2 separate regions of the Sus scrofa genome follow, and region 2 is linked to region 1. The links are chromatin contacts, called in public Hi-C maps. All regions are on one chromosome and are shown on one strand. Each heading gives the region's core, a stretch centred on a gene start, on an enhancer-like site or on the middle of the called end of the contact. The rest is flanking DNA. Distances are from core to core; before and after follow the strand shown. Region 1 overlaps IL17RD (interleukin-17 receptor D). Region 2 holds the start of IL17RD (interleukin-17 receptor D).

Region 1 (4,629 bases), core at 1,336-3,835:
GTGGTTATTCCAATATAAGGTTAAACGTTAAACGCTTAAGGGGTTGACCCAGCAAGTTGCAGGCTCCCTCTTTAGACTCAAAGTAAGAGATGTGAAGAAAACTGACGTGTGGAACAGTGAGGTCAGAAGGGTGTGCTTTTTCTGCAGGTTGGTTTGTGAGTGGGGATGGCTGGACATGTTCTATCAGTTTCTATCAAGGAGACTCCTTGGGAGACAGAAAAGCTTATGGTTATGGGTTAAGAGCACTCTGGGTTTGAATCCCAGCTCTGTCATTTAATCCCTGTGTGACCCTGGGCAAGTCATTACGCATGTATACACCTTGGTTTCCTCATCTATAAAACGGAAAAAATAATACCTTCCTCTTATGGTGGTTGGGAGAATTTAATGAGTTCAATAATGAGGAGTGAATAAGTTCCTTAATGAGAAACTGCCCTGTAAAATTGCTAAACATTATATAACTACAAGATGTTAATGATATTGTAGTAAAGGTGTTACTAAGATAGAAGATTTACATTTACTGCCACTCCTTATGCTGCCAGGCTTTGTAGAGTGGCTTTCCAAGCAGGTCTCTTTTCAAGATAAAAACTAGGATCACTCACTTCCACCCCAGCTGATGAATTTTTATGTAATTGTGAGATGTGGAGTTTTATAATCGTATTAATCACCTGACTTTTGTTAAACAGTTCTGGGGACATCGCATGAATTAAATTATAGTATAAATATAATGAGGATCTGTTTAAAAATCTTTTTAGGAGGTTGGGGGGATCTCAGAAGACAAGTTCCTGTGAGACTTACTACATAGTTGCTGGTCAGAAACCTTGGATCTTGTCAGCACATCCAAATCTCGGGCTGTGGGTCAGCCAGCGCGCACCCTTGCAAGGGAGTTTTGTACTTGAAATGCAACATGGCAGGGTCAGTCCTTGCATACTCTTGTCCTCTGACCCTCTAAATCACGAAGCTCTAATTGTAGCTCTTTTGCCCTTCCCACCATAACATATGTGCTCTTCATCAAATAATTACAAGGATTGGAGACCCTATTCCGGAGAGAAAAAGATTTCCCTGGCCTTTGCCATTGATAATTTTCCCACCTGGTTAATTGCATCCTGTGTAATTACTCTCACCCTGGGAGGGGAAGGGTTGAAAACGTCTCCTTGTCTAGTATTCCGAAAGAATGCGAAATCGATATCTCGCCAATTGAGGCCGGCTTCAGGGAGCTCCAGCTGCAGTTGGACCACTTTAGTCTCCATGGGATACGAAGCCCCAGGCCTGGCTCTCGTGGCCAGCAGCACTTAATCCTTTTGAAAGCATATAGCTGGACGTGCAGCAGGGGAAGCTCAGGTGGTGGGAGGCAGGGCCAGTGCCTTTCAGCGGCGCTGTGGGCGTCTTGGGGCCTCTGAGACCGTATGACGAGCACACACTGGGCAGCTCTTGGGTGTCTGCCTTTCAGGCGTGATTAGAGCCAGAACCGCTTTGTAAATCCCATAGGCATTCTCCTGAACTATTGAATCTCAAGTCTAGGAGCCCCTTGGGTGCAGACATATATTTAGTTGGGAATTTTCTACGAAACATGCCAGCAAATATAGGACTGAAATGTGGAGTAGAAACATGGTTTGGGGGGAACCCCTAGACAGCACGGGGAATGATTGTTAGCTGAATACACGTTGTTTAATGACCTAGAATTTATATATTCCACTGCAGACTTTTATGATCGACTGTGACTTGAGTCTAAATATCTGAACCCTAATGTCATAGAGGCAAGGGGCGTTTGTGAAATGGCTGGCTGGATTAGAGGTTAATGAAATAGTAATGGTGGGACAGAGAAAATCACCTGGCCTTTTACAGAGGAATGCAGGGTATGCGTTATTCCTTTCTGTAAACTCAGATATTCTGGCTGGAGTAAGAATTCCTTTAACTCTGTTGTGTAGGTGGAGAGGACAGTAATCTTGAAGGAAGGAAAGTGCATTCTAAGTAATTAGGTTCACTTTTAATAAAAGCATTCTGCTCTGCTTAGGCATCGAATTCCTAAAAGGATTTCGGGTAATACTGGAGGAGCTGAAGTCAGAAGGAAGACAGTGCCAACAACTGATTCTGAAGGACCCGAAGCAGCTCAACAGTAGCTTCAAAAGAGCTGTAAGTCACACACGGGGGAATGTGCTCCTGAAGACACCCCATTGTTCTGGGGGCTGAATGGTCTATTGAAAGCCCATGAAACTGGAGGAGGAGGGGCTGTGGGGTCCACCCCCCTGCCAAGGTGGGCAAGCCTGCTCCCTGTTCCCAGAAACCCTCCAGCACCTCTCAGTGGTAAACAGACATGCCTCTCAGGTTACACGCTGGAGCAGCCCTCCTGGAAGGTGGCTTTTGTGCCCCCGGGTGTGGATATGGGCTCCTCCCCACCAACTTTCAGCCCCGGCTTCATTGCCAAAGAACAGAATTGCCCACCTTCCTTTTCAGTTGAGGGTCCAAACCCAAACTTGACCCAGAAAAGAGATCTCCCTTCCTTCACCGAGGGGATACATCCCCCAGCTCTGGAACTGTGTTGTGTCTGGGTGCCCCCCCCCGGGGAAGACCGGAGCTTTCGTGTGTAGGTGGAGGGCTGGGTGATTTCTCCGTGATGTCACATGTGTTTTTGTTCCCTTTTAGGGAATGGAATCTCAGCCTTTCCTGAATATGAAATTTGAAACAGATTACTTTGTCAAGATTGTCCCTTTTCCTTCCATTAAAAACGAAAGCAATTATCACCCTTTCTTCTTTAGAACCCGCAGTGAGTATGGTCTTGGCTGTTTCCCATGGGGAGATATTTCTCTTGCTTTTAATGACTTTTTGACAGAGATATGTTCAAGAGTTCATGAAATACTAGTGTGAAACTAGCAAGGTAAAGAGAAAAGCATCCAGAATAGCAAATTTTAGAATTAAAGTTTGGCCCATGTAGCATTCATCTAAACAGAGTCACCCATTTCTGGCTTGTTCTAGAGTAGACATGATGGAGTTCCCATCATGGCTCAGTGGTTAACGAATCTGACTGGGAACCATGAGGTTGTGGGTTCCATCCCTGGCCTTGCTCAGTGGGTTAAGGATCCGGCCTTGCCGTGAGCTGTGGTATAGGTCAAAGACGCGGCTCGGATCTGGCATTGCTGTGGCTCTGGCATAGGCCGTCAGCTACAGCTCCGATTAGACCCCTAGCCTGGGAACCTCCATATGCTGTGGGAGCAGCCCCGGAAAAAGGCAATAAGACCAAAAAAAAAAAAAAAAAAAAAAAAAGTAAATAAAAATGGAGTAGACATGATGGTTGATTTTTTTTTTTTTTGAAGGTACTGTAAGACAGCCATGTATTAAAAATCATTTGATTAAAAAAACAGGAGTAAAAAGTTTAAGTTGGTTTTGAAGTGAAGGGTAGAGCATGAAATGATTCCATTGTGTACCTGTCATCAGGAGGGTGGCCGCTGTCTTTTTTAGGATTTGATTAGGAAAATGAAGCAGTATCCCTGAGGTTACTTCGTTCTAGGAAGTTTATTTACTCATTTACCATCTATGTGCTAGGCTCTGTTCTAAATATTTTCCAAACATTCACGCAGCTTACCTCCATAACAACCCTACAAAAAATTTCATCTTAACTATCCCCACTTACCAGATGTGGAGTCACACACAGAGAGGTTAAAGGGCTGCAGGAAGCTGGGATTTGAACCCAGAAGAGCCTGACTATAGAGTCCACACTCCACTCTCAAACAAACTTGCTGGGTGCCTTTCTCTGTGTGGCTCTTTTCTTTTCCATCTGTTCTGCACACAGTGTGGTGTGTCTTTCGTCCCCTGAATTGCTGCTTTCAAATTTGGTGCCCATGGGGCAAAGACCATGTGCACTTAATAGCATCTCCTGATGCTTTACACATCACAACGAGATAGAGAATTGAAAGATTCAAAGAATGTGTTTATGGAAAGCTTGCCTACATCAAAACTAGCTTTAAGATTAATTTTCCTGGAGTTCCCATTGTGGGGCAATGGAATTGGCGGCATCTCTGCAGCACCTGCATGCAAGTTCGAACCCTGGCCAGGCACAGTAGGTTAAAGGATCCAGTGTTGCAACTGTGGCTTGGCTCTGATCCCTGGCCCAGGAACTCCCTATGGCTCAGGGTGGCCAAAACAGAAAAAAAGAAAAAAAAAAAAAAAGATTAATTTTCCTGATCAGAATCAGTGTCTATCTGGGCATGAGGCAGGGGCAGAAGAAGCATTTATCACCATTTCAGTGCACTGTGACCTTGATGCTGCCTTTGATTTTCTTGGTATGGTAAGGACCTTTTCCAGAGGGTTCTCCCTGGGTTAACAACATGACATGTAAGACTAGCTGTTAGTTGCCCCTTTACTGTATTTATATCACATTTAAATCCTGTTTCGAAGCTACTGACTTTGCTGCCTGATTTTCAGCACTTGGTGCTACTACTTAGTAGATGCCAAGATGTCATTTTTAGACTCCAGCAAAAGGATTTTAAGAGTGCTAGTGATGGTTAAAATAACCTCAAGACAAGTTACCAGGATCACTCTGAAGTTCTGTTGTGCCAGACATTCTGGAATGGAGCAGGGGCTGGCATTATTACTGTCTGTAGCTAAAGCAGAGCCCCCGTGCGGCAGAAGCATAAA
Region 2 (4,629 bases), core at 1,300-3,799, 52 kb before region 1:
GTGGGTGTAGGCCTAAAAAGAAAAAATTTAAAAAGTGGTTGGGTGTGGAGATGAGAAAGGGCACAGGAGCCATTGCTCTGGCTTCCCCAGTTACTCAGTCATATATGTGGTGACTGGTGGTGTGAATGAAGCCCAGGAAGAAAAGCTCTCCTCTCTCCAACACCCTCCTTAAGACTTTTCCTCTATAAGTTTCAAGTACTGATCCTTTTCCAGGAGTCCAAATCCAGAACAAAGGAAGAAATGCAAATGGCCTCTAAATATGTGAGAACATGGTCTACCCCATTAACAACCAGAAAAACCATTTAAGACTGCAGTGAGGTATTGAGAAGTTCGGCAATTTTATTTTATTTATTTATTTTTTGTCTTTTCTGGGGTGCACCAGTGGCACATGGAGGTTCCCAGGCTAGGGGTCCAATCGGAGCTGCAGTCACTGGCCTACACCACAGCCACAGCAACTTGGGATCCAAGCCGTGTCCTCGATCTACACCACAGCTCACGACAACGTCAGATCCTTAACCCACTGAGCGAGGCCAGGGATTGAACCCGCAACCTCATGGTTCCTAGTCAGATTCGTTAACCACTGAGCCATGATGAGAACTCCAAGTTTGGCAATTTTTAAATGTGCATAATCTAGCAGTTCTGATTCTAGGAATGTATCTTTAAAAAGTAATTGAATAAATATATCAAGATAAATGTGATATGTGAGGATATTTTTGAATTACTGATTATAATAGAAGCTTCCCTCAGCAGGGGATTGGTTAATAAATTATGGCACATTTCTAGTCTGAAATGTTATGTAGATAAAAGAGCCTCAGGGGCAGGTAGCCTCCTGGTTTCCCTGGTGTTTCACTGACACCCAAGTGGTCCTGGCTTCATTTCAGCCTGAGGTGCTCCTGACATTCTTGGCCAAAACCTTGACACCCCCAACTGTGGGGTTTGGGAATGACCCAGAGGGGAGTTAGTTCCAAGTGTGAGGAAGGGCAGAGATCTGGAAGGAAGCAGCCTTCTGTGGATCCTGGTTCTTCTGGATGACCAAAGAAATAGGATGCTGGGTTTGGCTAAATTCCTGAATATCCTGGCAATAAGATGAAAAATAAAACACTTCCTGTCCAGTGGTGGACATGAACGGGAAATCCCAGCACCCGGATCATCTGGTAGATGCTGTTGTTTGGGAGAACCCAGTACCCATCTTCTCTTCCTCTGGCAGTAATCCCTGCTCTTTGGGCAACCACTCTCCCCTACTTCCAGAAGAGGAGGTCAGTACCAATTTTATTCTAAATGGCCATTGAATAAAAGCCACCGTGGAAAATTTTAAATCAGGAACAGGCAATGGTCTGACATCTTTTTGAAGATCACTCTGAAACCAGTGTGGAGAAATACATTGTATTTGGGAAAAAATGGAAACAAAAAAAGAAGCCCTTTGGATGTTGTAGAGGAGGAGGTGGTAGCAGAAATGAGGGCGGGGGCAGTGGAGAGGGTGAAGAGGTGGGATTCAAGAGCACAGATATAAGTCAAAGGGGGAAGGGGCTTGTGGCAAAGTTGTATGATTTGGGCCACTCCACTTCTCAGCTTCTTCTTCCAGAGGCACTACTCACTTCCCAAGAGTAATTTAGACAAGCATAGTGGTTAAGAGTATTGTTTTTGCCAGTTTGGATTTGAATCTCAGGTCTGGCAGATGCTAGCTGTGTGACTTTATGCAAGTCAGTTAACAGATTAGCATTTGAGTGTTTGCTATGGATTAACCAATATAATCTTCCCCAGACTAGGACATTTAACTCCTGTTACTCCAGTACTCAGTGGGTGGGTACAGGAATGGGGAGAGAGCAAGTTCTTTGTCCAAGGCCCCCAACAGGATTTCTCAAACCACCACATTACCCTAGCTTTTCTGCGCAGAAAACTGGAATAACAATAATACTGCCACTTTCAGGTGTGTTTGGGAGGATACAAGAGAAGACCTGGCAAATCATAGGTGCTTGTAAGTTATTATTAAAACTATTGTAATCATATCCTTTGTGTTTTCCCAAGTTTTGCAGGGAGTAGGTATCACCTGGACAAACCTTTGGATTAAAAACAAAACAAACAAAAACAAAAAAACAGTTCCGCTCCTGGCTCAGCGGAAACGAATCTGACTAGCATCTGGGAGTTAGCAGGTTAGATTCCTGGCCTCGCTCAGTGGCGCTGCGGTGAGCTGTGCTGTAGGTCGCAGACGCGGCTTGGATCTGGTGTTCCTGTGGCTATGGTGTAGGCCGGTGGCTGCACTCCTATTCGACCCCTAGCCTGGGAACCTCCATATGCCGCAGGTGCGGCCCTAAAAAGACAGAAACAAAACAAAACAAAACCTCTCAGGTGAGGGGGAAAAACTGCAGCTGCCGGCCTCTGAAACAGTTTACTCGGACACCGGCTGTAGGGCTGTGCTTAGAGGTCAGGGCGGGGCCAAAGAGGGCTAGACCTCAGGGGCTGGGCCAAAACCTGAGGGTCGAGGCTGGGGGTCGGACCCGGGGAGAAGGGGCGGGGCTAGGGTCCGGGGCGCATGCTCTGTAGTGCAGCCTGCTCAGCCTCGGCGGTCGGCGCCACCGCCCACTCGCGGCTGGCCAGCTGCAGGCTGCCGGGGCGCAAAGTAGCGCCGGGCCGGGCTGGGCGAGCGCACGGCCATGGCCCCGTGGTTGCAGCTCTGCTCTGTCTTCTTCACCGTCAACGCCTGCCTCAACGGCTCGCAATTGGCCGTGGCCGCAGGTGGCTCCAGCAGAGCTCGGGGCGGCGACACCTGCGGCTGGAGGGTAAGAAAAGGACAGCGAGAAAGTTTCTCACTGTCCCTCAAAGCGCGGGGGCACAGGTGCTCGCGGGCAGTGGAGCCCGCGCGGACTTGCCTGCTCTCCGCGGAGTATTCGGCGGGGTTGGGATCCTGGCTGCTCCCGCCCTCCTGCCTCCCTCACGGGGCGCGCGTCTGCCTGCCCCGGCTGGGATGAAAGAGGCCGCTAGACCCCCGGCTTTGTGTTGCTAATGAGGCGCTGCCAACGACCGGGGTCCGGCTCCCGGAGGGCGGGCTAGAGGGGCGCCCGGCGGTGGGCTAGGGGAGAGCGCCCCACCCTTTGTTCCGGGCCCGGGGCAGTGCGCCCCAGGGCTGGGATCCTTAGAGCTGTCCGGATGGCGGGGAGAACGCTTCGGAGCTGGAGTGGAGGGTTTTCCTCGACCTCCGGTCCATAGCTCTGCAAAGGCCCGGGACTGCCAGGGAGGGGCCCCTGAGTTTGGGGAGGAGTGCGTCTCCCTCTCGGGACCGCTTTGTTCCTTCTTGGTTGGGTCGCCTTCACCCCACCGTCGGCTCCTGTCTTTCTGGTAAATTTTGCTCCGATGTTCAGCCCTTTGCTTAAAGAAAGGTCTCAGGGATGACCCTCCACCCTCACCCCGCCCCAGCTTGAGTTGCGGATATTTTCATGGTCAAAGGAAAGAATGAGTTTGTCACCTCGGTCGGGTGCCCAAGCACCGACTTTCGCCGTGTGCATGGAGCCCTCTGCCCCTAACTGAATGCTTCTTTGACACCATCTGGGCGGTGTGTCCTGGGGAGGGGTGTGTATGCGGGGACGCTGCCGTCCCCGGTACCCACAAGGTCTCCTGGGCTGGGGCCACTGTAGGACCGTGAGACTGCATCCGTCTGTCCCACCCCCTCCCATCCAAGCCAGGGCCAGCCTTCAGCTTTGTGGGGAGGACACCGGCTTTTCACTCAGGCAGCCACAGACATGCCCTTGGCTCTTCTTCTGGGCAGCCATGATCCTCAGTTTCTTCACCTGGAAAATGGGAATAGAGATTTCCCAGTATCCCCTAGCACTGCTGCTCTGAGGGATGGGTATGGGGGTGGTTTGCTTAGAGCAACATCCACCCACCTCTTGTGAGGTGCTCTGAACTGTCTCAAGAAGTCAAGGCCTAGATCCCCTTTCTGGGTACAGGCTGGTGCTTCCAGCTCACTTTCTTCCCATTGAGAAACAGTGCAGAAAACCAGGTATGAGCCAGGCAGCTGGAATGTCTTCAAACCCAGTAGCTGCACAATAGACAGCTTAACCCACCCTCCCACCAACCCCATAGAGAGTTTAATGTACAATAATAATATATATATAAACATCCTTCCTATTTGAGTGTAACATCACATTTTCTTACTCTGTCCCATTTTAGTAAAATACCACTTTTTTTTTAAACTTGGATACCAAATTTTCCTCTTTTTAATTTTTTCTTTTTTTGGCCACCCCATGGCATATGGAGTTCCCAAGCCAGGGATCAGCTACAAACCACAGTTTCGACCTATGCCACCACTGTGGCAACTCCAGATCCTTTAACTCACTGTGTGGGCTGGGATTGAACCTGCATCCTGGCGATGCAGAGATGCCTCCGATCCCGTTGCTCCACAGGGGAAACTCCCCCTTCCCATTTTTTTGGTCATGCCCATGTAGCATGGGGAAGTTCCCAGTCCAGGTAGCCAACCCATGCTACAGCAGTGACCAGAGGCACTGCAGTGACAATACCAGATCCTTAACCTGCTGCCCCACAAGAGAACTACCAAGTTTTTCTTTTTTTAGATCAAAAAATGTTTCTTAAGTCTATCCCATGTTGATTTATCAATCTTCCTACATTTTTTGGATC

Evidence for each region. Hi-C and Micro-C count contacts between places; a contact is called where the count stands out from the background.
Region 2: a contact with region 1 is called in a Hi-C map of omental adipose tissue, with 2.0 times the contacts expected there. The contact joins the promoter of IL17RD here to the enhancer-like site in region 1. A contact is called at or near these places in 18 of 47 Hi-C or Micro-C datasets (adipocytes, adipose tissue, brain and 11 more) and 1 of 2 datasets of contacts at active chromatin or transcription factors (skeletal muscle).

The regions. Positions count from the first base shown.
Region 1 is chr13:38,952,322-38,956,950 of Sscrofa11.1, reverse strand. It overlaps IL17RD (interleukin-17 receptor D), which reads left to right. Exons shown (of 13, transcript XM_021068996.1): 4 at 2,012-2,130; 5 at 2,641-2,761. Among named protein-coding and RNA genes, the nearest start is that of ARHGEF3, 29 kb to the right of the region's middle. Within about 2 kb of position 2,585, at least 9 of the 83 cell types and tissues checked have an H3K27ac peak or open chromatin away from gene starts, as enhancers often do. A contact at or near this core is called in omental adipose tissue, where this site is marked.
Region 2 is chr13:39,004,641-39,009,269 of Sscrofa11.1, reverse strand. It overlaps IL17RD (interleukin-17 receptor D), which reads left to right and starts at 2,549. Exons shown (of 13, transcript XM_021068996.1): 1 at 2,549-2,777. The coding sequence starts at 2,652.